Regions from separate parts of the Mus musculus genome. Here region 1 is linked to region 2. The links are chromatin contacts, called in public Hi-C maps. All regions are on one chromosome and are shown on one strand. Each heading gives the region's core, a stretch centred on a gene start, on an enhancer-like site or on the middle of the called end of the contact. The rest is flanking DNA. Distances are from core to core; before and after follow the strand shown. Region 1 overlaps Pcnx (pecanex homolog). Region 2 overlaps Gm30706 (a long non-coding RNA gene).

Region 1 (4,898 bases), core at 2,171-4,670, 92 kb before region 2:
AGTGTTAGATCAGTAACAACTGTTTTTATTTTTGCATCCTGGAGTTCAGTTGCCTGAGCCCTACTGTGTCAGTCCCAAGCCTTCCAGGGACAGAGGCAGCCACCCTCTAAGGTTCACTTTTCCTTAAGTGGGTCAAAGTGCAGACATACTGGATTGCTGAGCACTGCACTACACCTGCCCTCGCCTCCACTTGCTTTGCTGCCTGGGAAACTCTACTGGTTCCTGGACAGTTGGTCATATTAGCTAAAGTCTTAAGGGACCATCAATCTTGTCTACAGTCATGACTCACTCACTATACTACAGAAAATGATAAATGCTGTCTGTTTTACAGGGCAAACACCTAAGCCAAGCACACATAAAACAACTGCAAGGTAGTTTTCTATGTTAGGGATTGCACTCTAAAGGGGTAAGAGAAATTGTATTTGTATCTGTGTGTGGTACATATGTTGAGTGTTCATGTGTGTGGCAGTGCACGTGTGTACATGCATGTGCAGGCCCGAGGGATCTTCCTTAGTCACTTTTTACCTTATTTTTCAAGACAGGGTCTCTCACTGACAGACTGGCTGGCCAAGAGGCTCCAGGGATTCCCGCGTCTCTGCTGGTCCTCCATGGTGGAGCTACTGTTCCTAGCTTGAGTACTGGAGAATCCAAACATAACTCCTCAGATCCACAGCAAGCTCTTTATAGACTGAGCTATCTCTTCAGCTCCTTGTTTGAATGTTGTATTATATTAGATATAAATACTGTGTTTTCAAGGAAGAAACCCTCAGAATTCTAATTAGCAACAAGCATCAAGTTCAGGGCTCTTTTGGAGAAAAAGTACTGTGCAAGCTCTAACTTCTTATTCTCATGTTTACAGTATAATTTGTGTGTGCTGTTGGACACAGCAAATTCTATCCATTTTTAATCTCTGTGGAAGGTAACGACTAGAGTCACCATAGTTCTGGTCTACAGAAGGTAATACTTAAGAAAGTTCTAGCTTTATCTTTTAAATTACAACATTTTCTTGTGTTTCCTAAGTTAACGGCAAAGTCACTGGTGTAACTGAAACTGAGCACAGCCATTGTTCCTAGGTGGTGAAGCTCAGTCTACCCTGTTATTCACGTAGGAGTTGGTCTACACGTTTAAACAGCTTGCACAGAAAACTGACTTTAAGAAATGACATGCAGTGGACAGCAGAGATGAAAAGGTGACAGAGCAGCTGGCACCTACTGGTGGACAAACAAGGTCCTCATTAAATAACCATAAAGGTCACAGCTCTGACTGCACAAGATAAAGGCCTGTGCACCATCAAGGCTCTAAGCAGTCTGTGCACATCACAGCTCTGCACACAGCTCAGACAGTGAATCTTCCTTTTTAAAAAATATTTATTTATTTATTTAATATAGGTATGTACACTGTACTGTCTTCAGACACACCAGAAGGGGGCATCGGACCCCATTACAGATGGTTGTGAGCCACCATGTGGTTCCTGGGATTTGAACTCAGCACCTCTGGAAGAGCAGACAGTGCTTTTATTTGTTTTATTTTATTTTATTTTTTTTTTGTGGGTTTTCCTTGGGTTTTTTCTTTTTTTCTTTTTTTTTTTTTTTTAGTTTTTTTTTTTAAGGTATTTTCTTCATTTACATTTCCAATGCTATCCCAAAAGTCCCCCATACACTCCCCCTACTCCCCTACCCACCCACTCCCATTTCTTGGCCCTGCATTCCCCTGTACTGAGGCATATAAAGTTTGCACGACCAATGGGCCTCTCTTTCCACTGATGGCCGACTAGGCTATCTTCTGATATATATGCAGCTAGAGACACAAGCTCCGGGGTACTGGTTAGTTCATATTGTTGTTCCACCTATAGGGTTGCAGATCCCTTTAGCTCCTTGGGTACTTTCTCTAGCTCCTCCATGGGGGCCCTGTGATCCATCCAATAGCTGACTGTGAGCATCCACTTCTGTGTTTGCTAGGCCCCAGCATAGTCTCACAAGAGACAGCTATATCAGGGTCCTTTCAGCAAAATCTTGCTAGTGTATGCAATGGTGTCAGCGTTTGGAGGCTGATTATGGGATGGCAGAGCCATCTCTCCAGCCCTAGACAGTGGGTCTTAACAACCTTCTGATTCTCAGTACAAAACTGTATGGGGATAAAGTTAAAGAAGACAAGCTGGGGGGGCGGGGGGGGGGGCTCCTTCCCTGCTGTGTTAATTACTTGGTTTTATGATTCCCGATATCTGTTTATTGTACAGTAATATCCAGGACCTCAAAGCAGTGCAAGCACAACCCAGTAGTGTGTAGTTAAGGGTAACAGAATGACAGGTACATCACTGACTGCCTCGCAAAAGTTGGAGGGACAGAAATACATAGTAAACCACACTCAAAGTCATCTGACCCAAACAATGGCTACTCAAAAACCAAAACCAAAAACAAAAATCTGTTCTCAATGTCTGAGAGGTAAAAGGAGAATCCGGGATCTGAGGGCAGCCCCGACAACATGGCCAGATGGTGGACATGGCTGGTGGAAAGAGCAAATGCGATAGCCCCTATGACAATACTATAACAATTTCTCAGAGTTAAAAATGGGACAAGATGGCTCAGGAGGAAAATGTGCTTGCCATGCGAGCGTAGTGACTTGAGTTCAGTCTCTGGAACCCATAAAAGATGCTGTCCTCTGACTTCCACATGTGCACCCCCACTCAAGCATCATGTACATGCACACCTATACAAAATGATGGTTTTAGGACATTAAAAATGGAACTGCATATCATCTAGCAATCCTACTCGTATTTATACACTCAAAAGAACTGAAAAAGGAGGTTTTCCACAACGTGTGCATAGCAGCATTATTTACATATGGGTACAAACAATCCAAACGTCTATCAACAGACGAATAATGACATGTATATTCACACAGTGAAAGGGTACTCCGCATCAAAAAGCAAAGGAATTCTGTCATACACAGCATTCGTGAGCCTTGAGAACATTCTAAGTGAAATAAGACAATATTAAAATCAAACTATTTTTGATGAATCCACGTACATGAAGTATCTAAATAACCAAACTCACACAACAAGAAGCAGAAGAGCAGTTATCTGAGGGAGGGAGGCAAGAAGGGTAGGAGAGGAAGAAGGTGTTGCTTAATACAGTTTCAATTTTGGAAGATGAGGAAATTGTGGACATTGTGGAAATTGTGTACAATATTTCATACTACTGAATAGCAGTCTCTCCTTATCCATGGGGAGACACGATACATTCCAAGGCCCCCAAAGTAGACAGTACCAAACCCAAATCTTACGCACACGTGCTTTCCTACACATATGAGAGAGTTAATTTATAAATTAGGCACAGGATGAAGTGAACAGTCAGCATGCACATTTTAACAACTTTCAGCTTTTCACCTTAAGGAAGCAACTTCCACCATCCCTTCAGTTTATCTGAGTCATCACCACCGCTACACTGGAGCTTTAGGCCCTACCTTACTTAGGATCACTCTTGCTGTGAAGAGACAACATGACCAAAAGCAAGCTGGGTAGGGAAGGGTTTATCTGGCTTACACTTCCACATCACTGTTCATCACTAAAAGTAGTAGGACAGAACTCTAAACAGGGCGGGAACCTGGAGGCAGAGCCGATGCAGAGGCCATGGAGGGGTGCTGCTTACTGGCTTGTTCATCCTGCTTTCTTATAGCACTCAGGACCACCAACCCAGGGATGGCACCACCCACAACGGGCCGTGTCCTCCCACATTAGTCACTCATTAAGAAAATGTGTTACAGCTGGGTCCTATAGGGGCATTTTCTCCACTGAGGGTCCCTCCTTTCAGATGACTCTAGCTTGTGTCAAGGTAATATAAAACTAAACAGGGCAGAAGGTACTTGAACACACTGGGGCAGTCTAGCCACAGTGGAGCAGAAACCAAGAGCAACACAAACTAACTGGTGAATGGAGTGTATGTACAGTGAGGATCCATGTCCAAAACGACTCACAACAGTGCTTCGTTTGAAGGCTAGTTCTGCAGTTTCCCATTTAATATTTTCAGACAGCTGTTGTCATCTGCGATTGAAATTATAATGAATCTATGGTACTATTCACTCGAAAGATGGTTCCCATTTCTTTTAAAAGATAAGGAGGTGAAGTCTCCAACACCCTGGGTAGTGTCCAAGTCTCAAGGGTAGCAAGGTGGCCTTGGGCTCTGAAGCCATGTGGAGGGGCATGGGTCTCACCGAGGCCAGTCTGCTGCTGTCCCCAGGTCATCCAGGCAGGGCCCCAGGAGCCCCTGCAAGGACACCAGTGCATTAGCAGTTGCATTGGAGGAGCCATTCTGGTTAGAACCAAGTTGCTTCATGAGAAGGCGGCAAGCTGGAGAACGAGTCAGAGTGAAGCCCGGCAGGGAGGGCCTGCACCTGGGTCTTGCCCTGCACGACGATGATCAAGAGCCCCACACCTACAGGCCTGCCTATGTCAGGCTGGCTCAGTCACTGCCCTGACATCCGTCCAGAGGAACAGGAGCAGAGTGATTTAAGTCAAGGTAATGTCCCTTCTCTGCCAATGTAACTATGCTTTTATCACTCCTGATTCTGAAAGAGGTACAAAGGACCTAGCCACTGCAAGTTGTATCAATTTTCTTCCACGCTGGTTATTTGACTATCACAAAAGTAGAGACTAATCGATTGAATGACCTGGCATGTAGTGACTTCCCTAGCCCTAAGGATGACACTGAAGGGACACCAAACAATAATGTACTTGAACAATTTCTACATTGTTTTGGCTAGAACAGGAAAAACACAGTAATAGCCAGTTTGGTTGTTATGTCAATGTGGACACACACCAAAGACAGGAAGTTTTCTTTCCCACAAGAGTCAATGTGGGCATCACACAAAGTACAGAAAGTTCTTCACACTCTGAGAATATC
Region 2 (4,478 bases), core at 1,823-4,322:
ATTTAAAAACAAAACAAAACAAAACAACAAACAAACAAATGAAAAACCAGTTCTGCAACTTTGTATAAGTGAGTGTAAAATTCCATCCTGGGTTTCCTGAACAAGGAACCATTGCTATCCACAGTTGGAGTCACATAGACACGAATGTGAAAAGACCCCATGAGAAGGAGGGTGAGAAGCCCTGTCTGTTGTTTTGCAGTCTGGACTGCAGTTATATATTGCTTGAATGCTCTTTAGAAGGACCATCGGGATCCTCTGGACACACCTTGGCAGGGTGAGTTGTTCCAAGGGGCCAGGTGGCTCGCAAAGCTGCCCTGAGGCTGCCCCCAGCACTCCCATCCCCCCCAACCCCCAGCCCCACCCAAGATTGTTTGCCTTTGCCTATGATGTAATAAGGGAAAACATAGAGCTAAGGAATATGAATCCAAATTTGACAGGGATGATAAGCTTTTAAACTCCCAATAGAGCAAACCTAACCCCAGGATCAAAGGGAAAATTGATCCAGTATGGATTGATCAGTGGCCCCTTCATAGAGAAAAATTAAGATAGACCCAATTCTATTAGAGGAACAATTGCAACCTGGACATATAGAACCTTCAGTGAGACCTTGGAATTCCCCTATTTTGGTAATTAATTACATTATAGTTTTGTAAATAAAAAGACAAAAAATAAATTTCAGCTGCTGTATGATTTCAGGGGCATAAATGTTCCTGTGAAAACAAATGGAGGCTCTGCAGCTGGGGCTCCCCATGCCTACTGTGGTTCCTCAAGGACACTCCACTATTTAGTATCAGTGGAACATTTTGCCACAAGCGATGAACACATTGTCAAACTATGTGACAATATTACGTATGTAGGCACTTAATGAAAACATTGCCCCACTGTGTGACAATATTATGTATGTAGGCACTTAAGCTGGCGCAGCCTAAAGCCCTTCAGGCATTGGTCACTCATTGTATGAATGTATTCTCTGCTCATGCTTTCCTAATCAATACTTAAATGGATGCTTAACTTTCATGGTAAATGAACTAAAAGAAGAAAATGTAGGGGCTGGAGAGATGGCTTAATGGTTAAGAGCACTAACTGCTCTTCCAAAGGTCCTGAGTTTAATTCCCAGCAACCACATGGTAGTTCACAACCACTCGTAATGGGTTCCAATTCCCTCTTCTGGTCTGTCTGAAGAGAGCAACAGTATACTTCTATACATAAAATAAATAAATCTTTAAAAAAAGAAGACTGGGCAAGGGTGGCATACACCTTTAATCCCAGCACTTGGGAGGCAGAGGCAGGCAGATTTCTGAGTTCGAGGCCAGCCTGGTTTACAGAGTGAGTTCCAGGACAGCCAGGGCTATACAGAGAAAACTTGTCTTGAAAAAGAAGAAGAAGAAGGAAGAGGAGGAGGAGGAGGAGGGGGAGGGGGAGGAGGAAGAAGAAAGAGGAGAAGAAGAAGAAGAAGAAGAAGAAGAAGAAGAAGAAGAAGAAGAAGAAGAAGAAGGAGAAGAAGAAGAAGAAGAAAATTTAAACTTAACTCCAGATAAGATACAAAGTGGTCACCATATAATTATTTAAAATATATTCTCACTCAACAACAAATTTGCCATTATCCCCTCTCAGTCTAAATTTTCCGAAGCAATGTACCCTCAAATACTTAGAAAAGATTTTGGGCCATGTCAATTGGATGTGTTCTTAAAGCCCATGTCCACAGTGACACATCTACTCCAACAAGGTCACACCTCCTAATAGTGGCACTCCCTGGGCCAAGCATATATGAGCCATCACAGCAACTTGTGCCACTTGTTAGTAGAGAGCCTACAGAAATCACTGTGCCATTAAATAGAATTCTGGCTGATTATTTTGTTCCACGATGATCACAATTGGCAGGTAGCAATCACATGTTACTTGGGATCTATAAGTATTAGTTATCCTAAAGATCCCTTTAAGAATTGTTTAAGATACCCCATGGGTGTTCCTTAAAATTACATCTAGAGATCCTATAGAGATCACTGTTAAAAATGGCTCTTCAAAAGCACGGGAGCTTATGTCTTATATACAAGTTCCACACCCTCCGCATACACCCAGCCCTGGTTGTGCAGCTCAACAGTCTGAACTTGCTGCAGCCAACCAACTTTTATTTGATGTTTCTCTGCATTGGATATTTTAGCACACTCTCCATTGGTGCTCAAATTGTTTCTGTTTTAGAAACTGTAAGACTAAGCCAGGCAGTAGTGGTGCACGTCTTAAATCCTAGCACTTCAAGACTTAAACTTAATCCCACCACCAATGCTAGTGCACAGTTAGTTCTGTCCCTATGGGCGCCTATACAACAACCACCTCAGCATTTTTTCTTTTCTTTTCTTTTTCTTCTTCTTTCTTTCTTTCTTTTTTTTTTTTATTAGGTATTTTCCTCATTTACATTTCCAATGCTATCCCAAAAGTCTCCCATACCCTCCCCCGCACTCCCCTACCCACCCACTCCCACTTTTTGGCCCTGGCGTTCCCCTGTACTGGGGCATATAAAGTTTGCAAGTCCAATGGGCCTCTCTTTCCAGTGATGGCCGACTAGGCCATCTTTTGATACATATGCAGCTAGAGTCAAGAGCTCCGGGTACTGGTTAAGTTCATAATGTTGTTCCACCTATAGGGTTGCAGACCCCTTTAGTTCCTTGGGTATTTTCTCTAGCTCCTCCATTGGGGGCCCTGTGATCCATCCAATAGCTGACTGTGAGCATCCATTTCTGTGTTTGCTAGGCCCTGGCATAGTCTCACTAGAGACAGCTATATCAGGGTCCTATCATCACAATCTTGCTAGTGTATGCAATGGTGTCAGTGTTTGGAGTCAGCATTTTTTCATAACTCACATTCACATGCATTCTCATATGCCAGACCTGGTAACATTCGCTAGTGCTCAAGCAGATGCCCTGGCCTCCTCCTCACCTCTAATACTTTCATTTCAGGCTGCTTAAAAGACTCATGAATTTCTTCATCAAAATGCAAAATTATTACAAGTGTAGTTCTCTACCTCATGAACAAGCGTGCCTGCCCTCTGTGTTCCTTGACCACCACTGCCCCCTGCTGGAGGAACTAATCCTTGCGCGTTAAACTCTAATGCCACTGGGGCAAACAGATACTACTCAAATCTCTGAATTTTGACATTATGCTCCTGTAACAGTTGATACTTGGAAAGAATACGATTGTTGCTTCTGTCTGCAGAACGATCTCGGATGCTGTCATTATTTATTATATACCTTTCCCTTTCCTGGACATCCATTGCAACTAAAAACTGGTAACGCTCCTGCTTATATTAGCAAACAACTTTTACAATGTATAAAATATTAATCATGTTGCCGGAACCCCTTTCAACTCACAGTGTCAAAGCTATTGTGGAATGACAGCGTTAACTACTTAAACAACAAATTTTAAAAATAAAATTGGGGACTATATCTTCACCTTAAATGCCTAGTGCTATGGGCATTTAAAATTTAAGCCATGGTTTTTAAAAAAATTTTTTTTTTACTTTAAAGGATAATGCTTTCTCCACTACCCAAAAGTGGAGGCACAGACATGGACACAGTATATGTTAAATGAAATATCTAGGAACCAATCAGTGGAAAGGGCCCCAAGTTCCTCTACCATCAGGGCAGGGTTACGCTCGAGTCTTTTCAGAAAATGAAAGAAGTCCCAGATGATGTCTGCTCCCATGACTAAGACAGCATCCCAGAGACACTGGACACATGAAGCATCTGAAGAAAGATAACAAGCACACCAAGAGGAGGCATCCCAAGAGGAAGAAGAAGTTGATGACTTGGGGGAGGCATCGAGACTTTAATTCATCAAGCTGAGACCTTGGAGAGACAAGGACCCAATGCTACTGACCCCCAAAATGATGATGCTATGTTTATTGACTATATTATAGGCTAATTCTCAGATTGTACAGAATCCAAATACTTTCCTTTCTGGAATGTGTTGTTTTAATGTGTCAAGATACTGCTCATATTCACATTGATGATCTGCATAAAGAGAAAGACACAATCTCTCAAGTGACCTTTGAAGGCCATCTCGATTAAGGTGGCTCTCCCTTTTCTTGGTCCTCTGCTGGCTAGTCCTATGGCTTTGTTAGACCAATTCTGCAGGCTATGCAGTCAAGCTTGGCTTATGCTATTACAGCCACAAAATTCTCTTTAAAAACTCAAAAGGGGGTGAGATAGGAAGTATGGCTGTCTTTTAAACACCAGAGAAACCCAGGATGTTAAGCACGCAGGGTTGTTCCTCCAAAAGAAGGAGTGTAGTGCCTGTTATCTGCCCAGAAGGCTAGAAATGGACATGGTTTCTGACCTAGTGACCTTTGCGCTATCTGTGACTTTTCTGGCACTGGATCACTCCCCTAGACCCTTATTGTAAAATTGTTTTTCCCAGTCAACCTATAGAACCTGTCTTTATGGACTGTACAAAGGGTTTCATATCTGATCTGTATTTAGCTT

What was found. A called contact is a pair of places that touch in the nucleus more often than the background predicts.
Region 1: a contact with region 2 is called in a Hi-C map of bone marrow-derived macrophages, with 41 read pairs. The contact joins two enhancer-like sites. A contact is called at or near these places in 3 of 39 promoter capture datasets (HPC-7-derived erythroid cells, liver and second pharyngeal arch cranial neural crest), 1 of 15 datasets of contacts at CTCF or cohesin (the NIH/3T3 cell line), 3 of 484 Hi-C or Micro-C datasets (bone marrow-derived macrophages, colorectal tumor organoids and embryonic fibroblasts) and 10 of 115 datasets of contacts at active chromatin or transcription factors (CD8 T cells, T-cell acute lymphoblastic leukemia, bone marrow-derived macrophages and 6 more).

What each region holds. Positions count from the first base shown.
Region 1 is chr12:81,887,398-81,892,295 of GRCm38.p6, reverse strand. All of the region lies in intron 1 of Pcnx (pecanex homolog), which reads right to left. Among named protein-coding and RNA genes, the nearest start is that of Pcnx, 30 kb to the right of the region's middle. Within about 2 kb of position 3,420, at least 18 of the 459 cell types and tissues checked have an H3K27ac peak or open chromatin away from gene starts, as enhancers often do. A contact at or near this core is called in bone marrow-derived macrophages, where this site is marked.
Region 2 is chr12:81,795,330-81,799,807 of GRCm38.p6, reverse strand. It overlaps Gm30706 (a long non-coding RNA gene), which reads left to right. Exons shown (of 7, transcript XR_001780652.1): 5 at 200-274. Among named protein-coding and RNA genes, the nearest start is that of Gm46366, 6.5 kb to the right of the region's middle. Within about 2 kb of position 3,072, at least 2 of the 459 cell types and tissues checked have an H3K27ac peak or open chromatin away from gene starts, as enhancers often do. A contact at or near this core is called in bone marrow-derived macrophages, where this site is marked.